2 separate regions of the Mus musculus genome follow, and region 1 is linked to region 2. The links are chromatin contacts, called in public promoter capture Hi-C maps. All regions are on one chromosome and are shown on one strand. The core of a region is the stretch at or near the end of the contact, and the rest is flanking DNA. Distances in the headings are between cores, read along the strand shown. Region 1 holds the start of Ptbp3 (polypyrimidine tract binding protein 3). Region 2 overlaps Ecpas (Ecm29 proteasome adaptor and scaffold).

Evidence for each region. Promoter capture Hi-C pulls out the DNA fragments that hold promoters and counts their contacts.
Region 1: a promoter capture Hi-C map of liver shows a contact between it and region 2, with 2.7 times the contacts expected there. The contact joins the promoter of Ptbp3 here to the enhancer-like site in region 2. A contact is called at or near these places in 6 of 39 promoter capture datasets (the C10 cell line, hippocampal neurons, liver and 2 more), 1 of 484 Hi-C or Micro-C datasets (the G1E-ER4 cell line), 1 of 115 datasets of contacts at active chromatin or transcription factors (the 230-238 cell line) and 1 of 9 other capture datasets (adipose tissue).

The regions. Positions count from the first base shown.
Region 1 is chr4:59,544,409-59,551,488 of GRCm38.p6, reverse strand. Ptbp3 (polypyrimidine tract binding protein 3) reads left to right here and starts at 2,125. Exons shown (of 14, transcript NM_178164.3): 1 at 2,125-2,341.
Region 2 is chr4:58,892,144-58,898,911 of GRCm38.p6, reverse strand. The region is part of intron 1 of Ecpas (Ecm29 proteasome adaptor and scaffold); the gene reads left to right. Among named protein-coding and RNA genes, the nearest start is that of Ecpas, 17 kb to the left of the region's middle. Within about 2 kb of position 1,286, at least 22 of the 459 cell types and tissues checked have an H3K27ac peak or open chromatin away from gene starts, as enhancers often do. A contact at or near this core is called in the 230-238 cell line and liver, where this site is marked.

The DNA.
Region 1 (7,080 bases), core at 876-3,375, 650 kb before region 2:
GCACTTCATTCACATATGCACATACTAACACATTTAATATACGTAATTAAAAAAAATTGCTGGGCATGCTGCTGCACACTTTTAATTCCAGCACTTGGGATCTCTGTGAGTTCAAGGTCAGACTGCGCTACAAAGTGAATTCTAGGACAGTTAGAGCTGTTACACAGTCATTATTTTAAAAACCTTGTAAATTGGCATATTGGTTTTAGAATTACCTTCATGGTATTTATCAAATTTGATGTGCTTATACCCTTTGTTCTGGAATTCTATCTATAATATTATATTCCATAGATGTAACCATATGTGGTCATAGCTATGTGATGTTTTGTGTGGCATTGTTAATTATTTTGAATAGCTACAAATAATTTAGGCATCCACTATTTTGGAAAAAAACTTAAATAAAATATGGCACATTAAATCATGAAGTACTATGGGGTATTAAAATGAAGTAAATTAAAATATTGTAATTAAAAATAGTTAAAGTAGGCAGGCATATGTCAAAGTTCAAGGCCAGCCTGGTCTACAGAGTAAGTTTCAGGACAGCCAGGGCTACACAGAGATCTCAACCCTATCTTGAAAAACCAAGCAACTAACTAAAAACAAACACAAACAAACAAACAGGGAAATTTATTATAAAATATACCTCAAATACAGCAATAGAACACTCCATCGGCTGCTTCTCTCTCCCTTCCTCTTCTCTCTCCCTTCCTCTTCTCTCCTCTCCCTTCTTCTCCTGAGTGAGTGCTGGGATTAAAGTCATGTGCTATCACCACCTGGTCCGCTGCTTTTCTCTGACATTTTATTATTACTTTATTTTTCTGTGACCTAGGATGGCCTGAAACATACTATGTAGCTCAAGGTAGCCTTAAACTCAGGTAGGAATTATAGGCACAGTTATGTGCCTATATACCAAGTTGCTATTTTAAAATCCCATGTGGCAATGTAGGGTGGAAATGTTTCTAAACTTAATGTTTAGATTTAACATACAAAATGTTTTTTGACATCTTCTTGAAAAGGGGAACTGAAATTTCTTTAAAAATGACCTTCCTGAATTGCAAGCTGGTTATACTTTTTTTTTTTTTTTTTTTTAAAGAAGTGTCTACTTATTTTAAAGTAGGTAATCAGGAAAGAGATTGAAGTTGTTACTTCCTTTGAAATGGTGTGGGCAGACTTTGAAGACATGGCTTAAATGGCTCAAATTTCAATGATCTGTGAATTGAAAAAGCATTCCGTTCGTTCAGAAGTAGATGTGCTTTGAAAGAGGGGGAACGTGTGTTCTCACTAGTTATACACATTATATGTACTAAATAGCTGTTTTACGTTTTACGTGTAACTTGGTTTTGCTCATACTAGAGGAAAGGGTTTTGGTGCAAACAAAACATTTTCTGGCTGTGAAATTTCGGAGATCTCTCGCGTACCTGGGAAAACATTAATCCTTTCCAATCAGGCTCCCCCAGCCCCGCCCCGCGGAAGGATGAATAAATAAACTTATAAAATACTGGCATTGTAATGGCCATTAAATAGCTATGCAATGAAAGTTTCTTTTAGTATTTGATTGTTGGGTAGAAAAGCACTCAGATTAAAACCGTGTGAAAGTGAAGATGGACTTCAGTCCTGGGCAGTCTCATCTACTTCATTTCTTTCCCAACCACACCTATCCGTCCAGTGCAGGTCTCGGAGGTCAGGGTCTGGCGGACAGGCTACCGTCGCTGCTCTCAGGTCCGGAAAGACCACTGTCCACCCCTGCCCCGTGGACGTCGCGCGGGTCCCCTGCCGTGCTGCCAGCAGTGTCGCCCGCCAGTAGTAACTCTGCTCTGCTTCAAAAGTTCCCTGGGGTCCCCAGGCTTTTCTAGCCAGCACCGTTCAGGGCCCTAAGCCTGAGTCCCGGGAGCCGGAAGGCCCGCGGGCTTGTAGGAGGGCGAGTCGCGAAGCGGGAAGCACAAGGCGCGCGTTCCCGCGAACGCAGGCGCGACGCTGGGCGGGGGGCGCGCACGCGCGCGGAGGCATGGGCGGGGGTGGTGGTGTCGGGGCGGGGCAAAGAGGCGAAGGCGGGAAGAGGGCGCCCTGGAGTCCAGCCGAGCCCCGGGAGGGCGTCGACGCCGAGGGGGCGGGGCCAGGCGAGGCGGGAACGCGCTCGCGGGCCGGGAGGGCGGGGGCGCGGCGCTGGCGAGAGCGTGCCCGGTCCCCGCCCCTGTTTCCCACTCTTCCTTCCACCTCTGACCGGCCGGAGCTGCGGAGCGGCTCCGCTCGCTGGTTTCCCGGAGCCGCCGCCCGCTTTCTCCGCCCGCGGTGAGCCCGTCAATCCCCGCACAACGCGCTCCTCCATCTGGGCCATGGATGGGTAAGTGCCGGGTGGCCGTTCCGGGGCTGCGCTGGCCTCGTTTCCTCTCGGCGACGCGTCCCGCCGAGGCCGGGGAGCAGGGCGCGACGCCGGCTAGCGGAGGAGCGGCCCGGGGCTAAGCCCGACGGCAGGGACCTTGGGAGCGCGGGGGTCTGTCCGCCGCGGTCTCCGCTTCCTGCGCGCGGCGCCCCCGTCACGTCCGCCCCTCGCAGCCTCGGGGCGCCTTCGGGAAGCAGAGACGAGCCAGGGCCGGGGTGCCGGGCCGGACTCCCCACACTTCCTCTCAGAAAATGGTGCGCGGCGCTGGCGGGGGCGGAGGCTGAGGCGGCCGCGGCGCTCGGGGAGTTGCTGTTTACCGGTGGGGTGGGGCGCGCGGCGGAGCTTTCCCCCGGCGGCGGGCCCGGGCGAGCGGCGACAGCCGTCTGGGCGGCGACCGGGTCTCGAACTGCGGGCCCGTGCGGGTCTCGGAACCGGCGGGGTCTCCCGATTTGGGCTGTGAGATACGTTAACCACTTCTAAATACCGAGCGTCTGCACTTTATCACCAGGGACGCTTCCTCTTCGTTCCCCACCCCCAAGAAACTTCGTGAATTCGCCTCGGGCGATGTCAGATATTGTGTAAGTGTAGATTTCCGGGCGCTTTCAACTGCTCGGTTTAAATGGGGTCTGTGACTAAAAGGGGGAAAAAAAAAAGAAAAAAGAAAAAAAAAAAAAGATTTACAGTCACCTTTTCCGAGCTCGTAATTTCTCTGGGAACTCTGGAACATGGGGCAGGACCTGATGTATTTTAATAAAAAGCGTGAATTGAGGGTCATATAGTCAAGATTAAAAAAAACCACCAACAACTCCAAGTCAATTAGAAATTCCACCTTTTATTTATTTAAACCTTTGCCGTTTGAGTTGTTCCTTAACCCCCTCCCCCGCCGACTTTTGTTGACAAGGATTCTATAAACTGCGGAATGGTGGAGCATATAACTTGTTTGAAAAGTAAAATACATTTAGTAACTTGCCGCGTAGTTGATCATACGTGTTTAAGTGAGGACACTAGAATTTTACAATTTTTGCCCTCGTTAGGTTTCGTTTATCTTAATTTCACAATATTGTGATATATGGTTTATCTCATTTGAATGCAGATTGCACACTGCTGCAGATATCAAAGTGCAATTTTAGATTTTGATTTATGGTTGTGATGCTCTTTAAAGTATTTTTATTTAATGGGAGCTACTTTGCGAGCGAACGCTTCACCTTGAGCATTGGCTTCTCATTACCCGACTCTGATTCATTTTACGTGTGAAATAACTTTCAGTGATTTATGCCATAAGTGCCATTATATCAGTTCAGGAAGGGCTATGAAGTGTTCGTCTTCAGAAGGTTCAACTTCGGGTGTGGGGAAACAAGTTAGCTTTTTGTGTGGTGAGATTTAAAGGGCTTGACTGTTCGCTTCTTCACTGTGAAGTGCAAGCTCCTCCCCCACAGCGCAATGGTGGGGGGCAAGGGTGACTAGGAATAGTCACCCTTATTCAGCATCTACGGTTTATCTGATCCAGAACAGAGAATCCATAGGCTTTTAGTGAGCATTTGCTACTTACTACATCTTGTTAAAAATTACCTTTTTAGTTGGCTTACAAAGTAACAGGTTTTAAAATGTTTCACATAGACACACACACACCACCTCATTCATTCTGCTCATACTTCTCTGCCCTAGCCTTCCCAAACTGACTTGTTGATAGTTTTTAAGAACTTTGCCTTGCTTGTGGAATTAAAGCTAAGAAGCCGGTGATGCAGACGGAGGCATTCAAATGGGGAAATGTTGTTTTGTACATCAGGACCAGCAAAGATACTATTACACACTCGTAAAAAGTCTAGTGTATCAGCTATTTATCAGGCTTACGTTTCAGAGAAATGAATACAAGTTTCAGGACTCCACAAGGAAAAAAAGGAATGGTTATTGTTTAAAACAGTGAAGTTTATACCACTTGATGCAAAGGCAAGTTTACATACCTTTAGGAAATTATGACTCTATTGATTAGTAACGTAATACAGAACTGATGTGTAGCTTTCTTTTAGGAAATATGGAGCTAAACTGCTAACTGAAGCTATAGAAGAGGCCAGTTTTGGTATAGCTGCATAGGAGTTTTCACACATTATCTTATAGAGTGTCGCTTTTAATATAGTGACCTATGCCCCAGGCAAGCTTATTAAATTTCATTTTCCCACAGCTTGCAAAAAGCCCATTTCCTTTATTCTGAGTAGTTAAAAAACAAAAACAAAAAAAACAAAGCATACTAGCCAACATATTTTTAGTTCCTCCTCGAATCCCAGCTCTCTGCCTCCCCCCCCCCATCCCTGTGTGTGTGTGTTCATGTATGTTCTTGTGTGTTTGTGTGTTCGTTCATGTTCATTTCTACCATGGTTTTTTGTATTCAGAACAGTATTGATGGATAACATTTTTAAAATAGTAAATCTGAATGGTGTGTACAAACTGATGCTTGTAGTTATTAGCCTGGGAGACAGTCATGCTTTTGTGAGGCTTTCGGGTGATATGAAGCTGACTTACAAGATGCTTTTTGTGGCTGTAAAGTTCAAGCCCAGGTTCTGTTTTACCGAGGCTTCAGGGTGTGATCACTCCTGTCAATGATTTAAAAGAATGAACTTTGATGATTTCAGTTTCGGTTTGGACTTGTCAAAGTGAGATAAACACATGCTTATTGTATTGAAGCACAACTGTTCTTTCCTACACACTAGAGAGTAATTTGTTTCTTGCGTTGATGTTGAGGCTTTGCTTTTGAACTCTGCTGTTGCTACACTGTCTGTTGTTGTTTTTTTTTTCTTTATTAACATTTCACAGTTCATTTTTTCATTATTTGTTATTATAATGCTTTTTCTTTTTCTTTAATCTTATCTGTCTTTTAAAACTTGTTCTCTAACTTTGTTTTCCATTTTCTCTTTTTACTTTTTCCATACAGTGTTGTTACAGATCTTATAGCAGTCGGTTTAAAGGTAGGAATCTTTTACTATCCTTTCATAGTTTTTATATTTTAATTTTGACATTTCCCCACCAGTGGTGAAATGATTTCACCTGTTCACAAAATTGTCTTTTGTTCTGTGTGGTAATAGTCTTTTACTTTTAACTCCAAAATAAGTAGGCTTGTGGCTAATTTTGGATTTTATGTACCTTTTAGGAGAAACTATAGTATTATGTATGGAAAATTGAAACCACCCAAAGTATTACTTAACAGAATTGGGAAGGGGGAGATTGGCTTTGTTTTTGTAGTTAAAATAATCATAGGCCCTGATATTTTTTTTAAAATCTTCTTTTGTTGCTGCACTTATGAATAATAAAATAACAATAGCTGATTTTTTTTGACTGCCAACTATGTGCCATGTGTTTTACCTGTATGCGCACTAATCATTATCACATCCCTTCAAGATGGGTAATTACTAGTCTTATTTTAGAGATGAAAAAGCAGGTTGAGAAAGTTTGTCCAAGGTGTTCAAATGCTTGTCTTCCTGTTCAGTTTTCAAAGACTTACCCCTTTGTTGTTGTTGTTGTTGTTACACCTTGTTGCTAGCAGTTAAGTCTCTATCTAAAACGTGACTATCTAGAGAACTCAATATGTCTCAATATGTTGTAGTAATGATTTTTCCAAGTTTCAAGTCTTTAGTTACACCAGAATTTTCTCATTATTGGATTACAAAATACAAATCAAGAAAACAGTACTCCTCAGTCAGTATGAGGGTTTAAAACTATAATTTGTCTTTGGGTTGGAGAGATGGTTCCGCAGTACGTACTTACTGCTCTTGCAGACAACCAGGGTTCTGTTCCCAGGAGGTATACGGTGACTCACAACTACCTGTACCTTCAGTTGCAAGGGGTCAGATGCATTGTTCTGACCTCTGAGTTCACATACATAGTCAGGCATGTACACATACATGAAATTTAAAGACAAATAAAATAAAATAATAAGATAACTGTCATAAAGTTTTCTTCGATATTTGATACTGATTTGGGAATCTAGTTCAATAGGCCACATAGTGCAGATTACTGGAGAAAGAAGAACAAAATCTTTACCTTTGCATCTATTTTAAATAAGCTAGGTTTATTTATATAGTGTGATGGCTTTCTAGTCTGTCAGAGTTAGCACACATCCCACCATGGCTCCCTAGCTCTGTTTTGTTAGTCAGTTCTGTTTGTTTGTGTATACTTACAGGATGTGATGGTAGTGCTTGTATTCTATGATTTCTTAAGAAATAGGCATAAGGAGAAGTTAGAGAATGGGGTGTCTAAGACTAGCACAGTTGAGAACTATCTTTTGAGGTTAGGTAGAGTTGGCCTGTTTTGGCAAGCTCTGAATATGTTTATGAGTAGGAAATTAATAGAGGCAGCCTTTTCTGGAACTGCCTCCTCCCGTATGTCATCAGTTTCTCGCTTAAGAATAATATGCAGAGATTAGAAATTCAGGCCTCAACTGTGTCTCTGAGGTGCCTGTGGAAGAAGGGATATTTAAGTGAATTGTTTTGGTCTTTAAAGATGTGTTTTGTGATTCTGGCTTTTTATCTGGCCAGAAATAAATACAGCAGACATTTAAAAAAGATACCACTTTAAGGTTAAAGAATTATGCTTATTTTATTATGGTGAAAACTCATCCATAATAAATGAAAGAAATTTAAATGTTATGCTTAGGAACCAGATATGAATATTTAAGATTGGATTTTCTGTTTGTATCTTTTGAAGTAACC
Region 2 (6,768 bases), core at 37-2,536:
TTTCTTCCCCCTTTTATACACATATACACTTATAAATAAAATTTTGGCGTGTATGTAATATTTTTAAAACAAAAATGTTTCAAGTAAAAACAAAAGAATATTATGAAGAAATTATGGAGAACTGTCCTGAACAGTATACATATTGCATTTAGAAACTTTATATAAGTGCCTTGTGCATGCCTATCTTTCTGATTTGTTTTCTTGCCATGATCTTAAGATGTTTCCAACATAATGCTATTTATTGTTTGTGTAAATATAACTCTTGTTTTTATCACTTTTGACCCTGCTATATTTAATCCATTCTCCTGTTGGCTGAGTTTTGGTTACTTTCAGTTTCCACTCTTACTAAAACCCTGTGACAATGAATGGTTTTATGCACATGTCCTTGTGCTTAGCTCTTCTCAGGAGAAAGCTCCTCCCACCCCCAAGATCATGCTGTATAAAGTGCCATACCTATCTGCCTGCCTGCCTGCCTATCTTTTCTTTTTCTTTCCTTCCTTCTTGATTTTCTTTGGATTTAGGGACAGCATATTTGGAGCTTACTACACTGGCTTCAAATTTGAGGCAGCTCTCTGGAGTCCTTTAAGTGTGAGTACCTAGCTTAGTTCTCTAAAGTATTTCTATTCAGGTTTTTGTAGTTAAAAACGTAGGAGATATTTGTAATGTACTCCTCTTTTCCTTTTTACTTTACAGAACTAGTTTTTAAAAATATTTTGTTGGTATTTTATGCTTTGTGCTAAATGTTTCATTGAGAGTGTTTCAATTTTTCATTTTCAGATTTTCATTTAAAGCTTAAAATACCTTAGTTTTTAATTCATGTTATTAATTTACACAAAAGTGATTTTTATGATATTTATTTCTGGTTGTTTTCTCTATTCTCTTTCAATTTGTTGATTTGTCCCTCTTAAATACTTTTATTATATATACTCTTAATGATTGTAACTTTATAATAAGTCTTACAATATAGTAGAGTGACTCACTTTTTGTGGGACTTATTGGTTATCTTTGTTTGATATTCCATATTATTTCTATTCACATTTCACCTGAATTTTATAATTATCTTTTCAACTTTCATGAATTCTTTTCTATAGAAAATATTTGATTTTGTTATATTGTACTATTTTTATAATGCTGGGTTTATTTGTGGACATTTTTACTGCTTACCAGATAATTTTTACTCTTCTGGTACAAAAAAAGTCTGGGTGGACTTTGGTTAGGGACATGGCGTGGTGTGTGTAAAAGGCATTGAGAGTAGTTAACCTGTTTGTAGAGCAGAAGGCTTGAGGTTATGGAGCCAGGCAGCCAAGTTTCACTGGAGGTGGCCCTCCGAGCTGAGTGCTGAGCAGAGAAGAGCCTTCCTACTGAGCTTTGGATGACGAATTCTGTGGAAGTTAATGTCAGTGTTTAAACTGTGGAGACTTCGGCATCTCAATCACAGAGTCAACCAACCTGTTCCATCTGACACAGAAATCTGAATATTTCTAGTCTCCTTATTCTAGTCATTAGAATTAAGTTATAGTTTAGAGTACTATTTTTTTCTATAAAGAACTTTGACATGTTTTGTAGGATTCACTTCCAGGTTTTATACCTTTTTTTTGTTGCTGTTGAACAAAAGCACAAATGTTAATATTTCCATTCTCGCGTATCTAAGTTGGCTTCTTTACTCTGACCTGTATGCAACATGAACTTCTTGCTCCACATACTCTTCTCATAGCTATTATATAAGCTATGAAATACTGCCAGTTAAAAAAAATCCTGTTTATTTACTGCATTTTCATGAACCTCAGTTCAGTTTTTTAGAATAGTGTGTACTTTTTGTGTTGTCCAGGTTTTGCACGCAATATCATATTTGCTTTAGATTTTACAGAGATATATTTTGTCAGAGTGGTAATTTCCTTCTATGCTGGTTGCTTTCAAATCTACATTTATAAACTCTGCTCTGTGATACTGGTGGTTTCTGTATTTTCCAGACTCCTCTACGGATTAGTTTCCTGTTTTAAGGCTCCCCTTTCCTAGAGTTTAGGAAGAACCCAGGGGCTTGTTTATATTACGCACAGACTCCATCACTGACTGCCTTTAGCTTTTCATCTTTAGATTTATGACTCACCAGAAATTTATCTTCTTTCATGTTTGGTGTGATGAAGTAGGAGTTACAGTTTGTTTTCCCATAGTACAATGCAATTGTTAGTGCAGTTCGCTGAAATAACAATATTTACTTACTCATTTCATTCATAACTTTGTTTTAAAGCAGGTGACTTGTACAAGTTTACCTCTTAAGGACTTTTTGTATTTTTTCAACTGGTCTGTTTTTGTACCACATTGTACTTTTAATTATTGGAGTTTTTGGCAAGGTTTGAAATCTTGTCATATAAATTGTTTTTCCTCTTTGGCATCAAGAGGATGATAAATACTGGCATTTTTTTCTCTGACTTTTTCTTTTTTAATCTTCCAGGTCATCCTTTGCAAATCTTAGTCCTTTGTAGAAATGGTATAATCAGGCTTTTACTTAGTATTCTTTAAATACTTTTGAGTTGATATTGGATAGTATTTTCTGTAGATCAGTTTGAGGATAATTGACATGTTGTTAGTATAAATTGTAACTCTTATCTGAGAGGCTTAGAAACAGATAGGATGTTTGATTTTTGTTTTTAGATTAAAAAACTTCATGTATTTATAATGTGGTAGCTTATGGATGAGACCCAAGTCTTCCATTTACTTATACAATAGGCTTAATAACCGTGTATTTTGACTGTAATCCATGTTAGTTCAAGTGTAGCATCAGTAGTCTTAGAGTGTGGATTTCAGATTTTAAACTATTAGATGAAGAGATTTGTTTTATTGTGATCCATGATTATTGTATACCCTTTCAGTTTTCCTCAGTTTCTTACAGCACAGTACATTTTGGTTTTCTGCTTAGATGTCTTGCATAATTTCCTCTTATTTTCTATGTACTTGTCACTAAAAAGAATTTTCTCAAGTTAGATAAATTGACACAGTCTTGCCCTACAACTCAACCTGGCCTTGAATACATGTTCTATTGCCCTAGCCTCCTGTGTGCTGCAATTGCTAGTATGTGCTATGTGCCTGGATCACAAATTCTATTTTTTAATGATTTGTTATTGGTATGTAGACAATCAACTGATTGTTATATATTGTTATTCTAGTAATATATCTGTAGATTAATTTTTATTTTCTGTGTGCTAATATAATCTTCAGATAATGAAAATATTTTTTCTAATCTAGTGTATGTTATTTATTTTTGTCTTTTTTATTTATTTTCTACACTCTATTTTTGTCTTATTTTGTATAAAATTTGCAGCAAACATTTTAGTAGATTTATTTATTTATTTATTTTTCCAGTGCTAGAGATTAAACTTGGGGCCTTGCAAGTGCTTTACCACTGACTTACATTCTTAGGCCTTGAATATAATTCTTCTTAAAAATTTTTTATTAGTTATTTATTTACATTTTAAATGTTATTCCCCTTTCTGGTTTCCCCTCTGTATCCCAACCCCCGTGCTTCTGTGAGGGATCTCCCCCACCCACCAACCCACTCCCACCTCACCAATCTAGCATTCCCCTACATTGGGGCATCAAGTCCACAGGACCAAGGGCCTCCCCTCTCATTGATGCTGGCAGTTCTCTGCTATGTAAGCAGCTGGAGCCATGGGTCCCTCCATGTGTACCCTTTGGTTAGTGGTTTCGTCCCTGGGAACTCTGGGGGTCGGGGTCTGGTTGGTTGATATTGTTCTTTCTATGGGGTTGCAAACCCCTTCAGTCCTTCCCCTAACTTCTCCATTGGGGTCCCAGTGCTCAGTCTGATGGTTGGCTTCGAGCATCCACATCTGTATTGGTAAGGCTCTGGCAGAGCCTCTCAGGGGACAGCCATACCAGGCTCCTGTCAGCAAGCACTTGTTGGCATCAACCATAGTGTCCGGGTTTGGTGTCTGCAAACGGGATGGACCCCTAGGTGACACAGTCTCTTTGTCCTGCATTTTCTTTAGACAGGAACAATTCTGTGTTATATTTTTGAGATGGGTGGGGATATATATATATATGTGTATGTATATGTATATGTATATATATATACACACACACCCCATATAATTATATTTTTAATAAAAAGATTTATCTTTGTTTTGTGTGTGAGTGCATGCCTGCATACATGTATGCGCACCATTGCATTCCTGGTGGTCACAGAGGGCAGAAGAGGGTGCTGGATCCCCTGGAACTCCAGTTACAGATGGCTGTGCGTTTCCATGTGGGTGATAAACTAAACCCAGGTTCTCTGCAAGTTCAGCAAGCAGTCTTACCCACTGAGTCGTCTCTCCAGCGTCTGGATGGAGTTGATACGAGTGAACTGTTTCCGTGTTGTTCCTCAGATGACGGAGAATGTAGTTAGTATTTTATCATTAAGTACAAAGCTGTAAATTAAAAAGTAAAATCCTTATCAGATTAAGGCTCTCTTTTTAACCTTATTCAACATGGATAATTTATTCCTGTCTTATTAACCTGGTACCTTTTAAAGATATATTGAAATACTACAGGATTTAAAATTTTTAATCCTGCTAGTATGGTTAAATACAATGATTTTAAATGTTAAACTTTTTAAGAATTTTTGAAATAAGCCCTCCTTTAGCACATGATGTATTATTATTTTTATGTAACACTGTCTCTGCTTTGTTATTTGACTTACAGTTTTTATTTGCTTTTGTGTTCAAGTAAAATACATTTTATTTACTGCTTTTTTGGGATATACATACATACGTATTGTGTTGTATGACTATAACTTTATACAGTGTATGTTATCTCTTACTCTGGGAGGGATTACTCAGTAGGTAAAGGAACTGCCGACCGTGACAAGCTTGGATATGACAGTTTGATCCCTAGAGCCCACATGGTAGGAACAGAGAACCATTTCTAGCAACTTGCCTTATGACTTCCAATAAATGTGCTCTTTTGTCTGTTGGCACATGGGAGTTCTCAGGCCTGGCTTAGTTTTCTTTTGGTGGTGGTAAATGGAGGTGTTGATATCCAGTGTACGATTCCTGTTGCCTGTGAGATTCTACAGTTACTCTTAGCTGAAAACTTGTTCTGAAACTAAAAGCTTGGGTAAATGTTTTATTCATATTATTAAGAACCACTGTAACCATAGTTGCTCTTGAATTATGACTTTGGCTCTAGTCACCTCTTCAAACAGTTTGTACTCACTCTGGAGTATTTTTTTTTTTTTTTTTTTGGCCATGACAGTACTTGGTGATTTTTAGGTGATCCTACCTGTGTTGCTGCTATTCTCAGAACATGAATGAAACCATTTTTTCTTGTCCTTTAACAAAAGCTGAATTGCTAGTCTGTACACATTTAAAGCTTGTCACTGGTGGAACTAGAATCCATATACAAGTTTGCTCTTAACTCTCAGCCTATTTCACAGTTCCATTGGGCCAGTCTCAGGCCCTTCTATGTACAGCTACCCCCTGGGTTGCAACTTTTGACTCCAGTAAAATTTTTTGTCTGTCTCTGTCTTTCCCTTTGTCTCTGTTTCTTCCTCTTTCCCCCCTCCCTCTTTCCACCTCACTTTCTTTCCCTCTCTTCTCCTTCCTTCTCCCTTCCCCTCTTCTTTTTCCTTCCTTCCCCTTCCCTTTTTCTTTCTTGCCTTCCTTCTTGGATTTCATATAGTTCAGGATGGCTTTGACTTTCTGGAATGACAGGTATGTGACACTATACTTAGCTATTAGATGTGATTGTTTTATGTTAGATGATATTCTGTAATGGTTAATATTGTCAACTTGATAGAATTTATAGTCAGCCACCTGGGAGACAAATCTCTGGACGTACCTATGAAGGAATTTCTAGATTAAGTTAAAGTGGGAAGAAGACAGATCCTAAGTGTGGATAGCACCATTCCATGAGCTAGGGTCCTGAGCTGAATAAAAATGAGAGAGGGCTGGAGAAATGGCTCAGTGTTTAAGAGCATATACTATTTTTGCAGAGAACCGAATTTGGATCCTAGCACCCATTATGGGTAGCTCACAACTACCAACCAGCTCTATGGGATTTGTTACCCTCTTTTGGCCTCTATAAGCAGTCATACTATATGTGTGGGCATTTGCATGCATGCACACACAAAATTAAAAAAAAATTAAAGTATTATTTTTAAAGGAGAATGTGAGCTGAGTACCAGTTTTCATTATTCTTTGTTTTCTGAATATGGATTCAATTTGACCAGCTTTATTATACTCTTTATTAACATGTCTTTCCTGTGTTGATAGATGGTGTCCCCATACTGATATCCAAAATAAACTCTTCCTTCCCAAGTTAATTTTTGTCATGTATTAAATCATAGCAATGAGGGAAAAAAAAGTCCTTTCCGACTCTGTAAGTATAGTAAAGTTTTTTCTATCTTTTCTTTCTTTTTGATGCTGAGGTTTGAACCTAGGTTTTTGTACATAGTATATGCTGTGCCCTATACTATACCTGCAGCCCTCTAAATCTATCCCCTCCCAGACAGCCTCCTTTCTTTTTTTTCATCTCTTCCCATCCATCCTCCTTTCTTTAAACAGGGTCTCACTATATTTCAGGCTGGCCTTGAATTGTTTATTCTTTTACTCTTTGAGTACTGAAGTTATATGCTCTATCATGCTTGGCTCAAATCTATTTTTAAAAGGTTTATTTATTTATGTATATGGGTACACTGTAGCTGTACTGATGGTTGTGAGCCACCATGTGGTTGCTGGGATTTGAACTCAGGACCTTCGGAAGAGCAGTCAG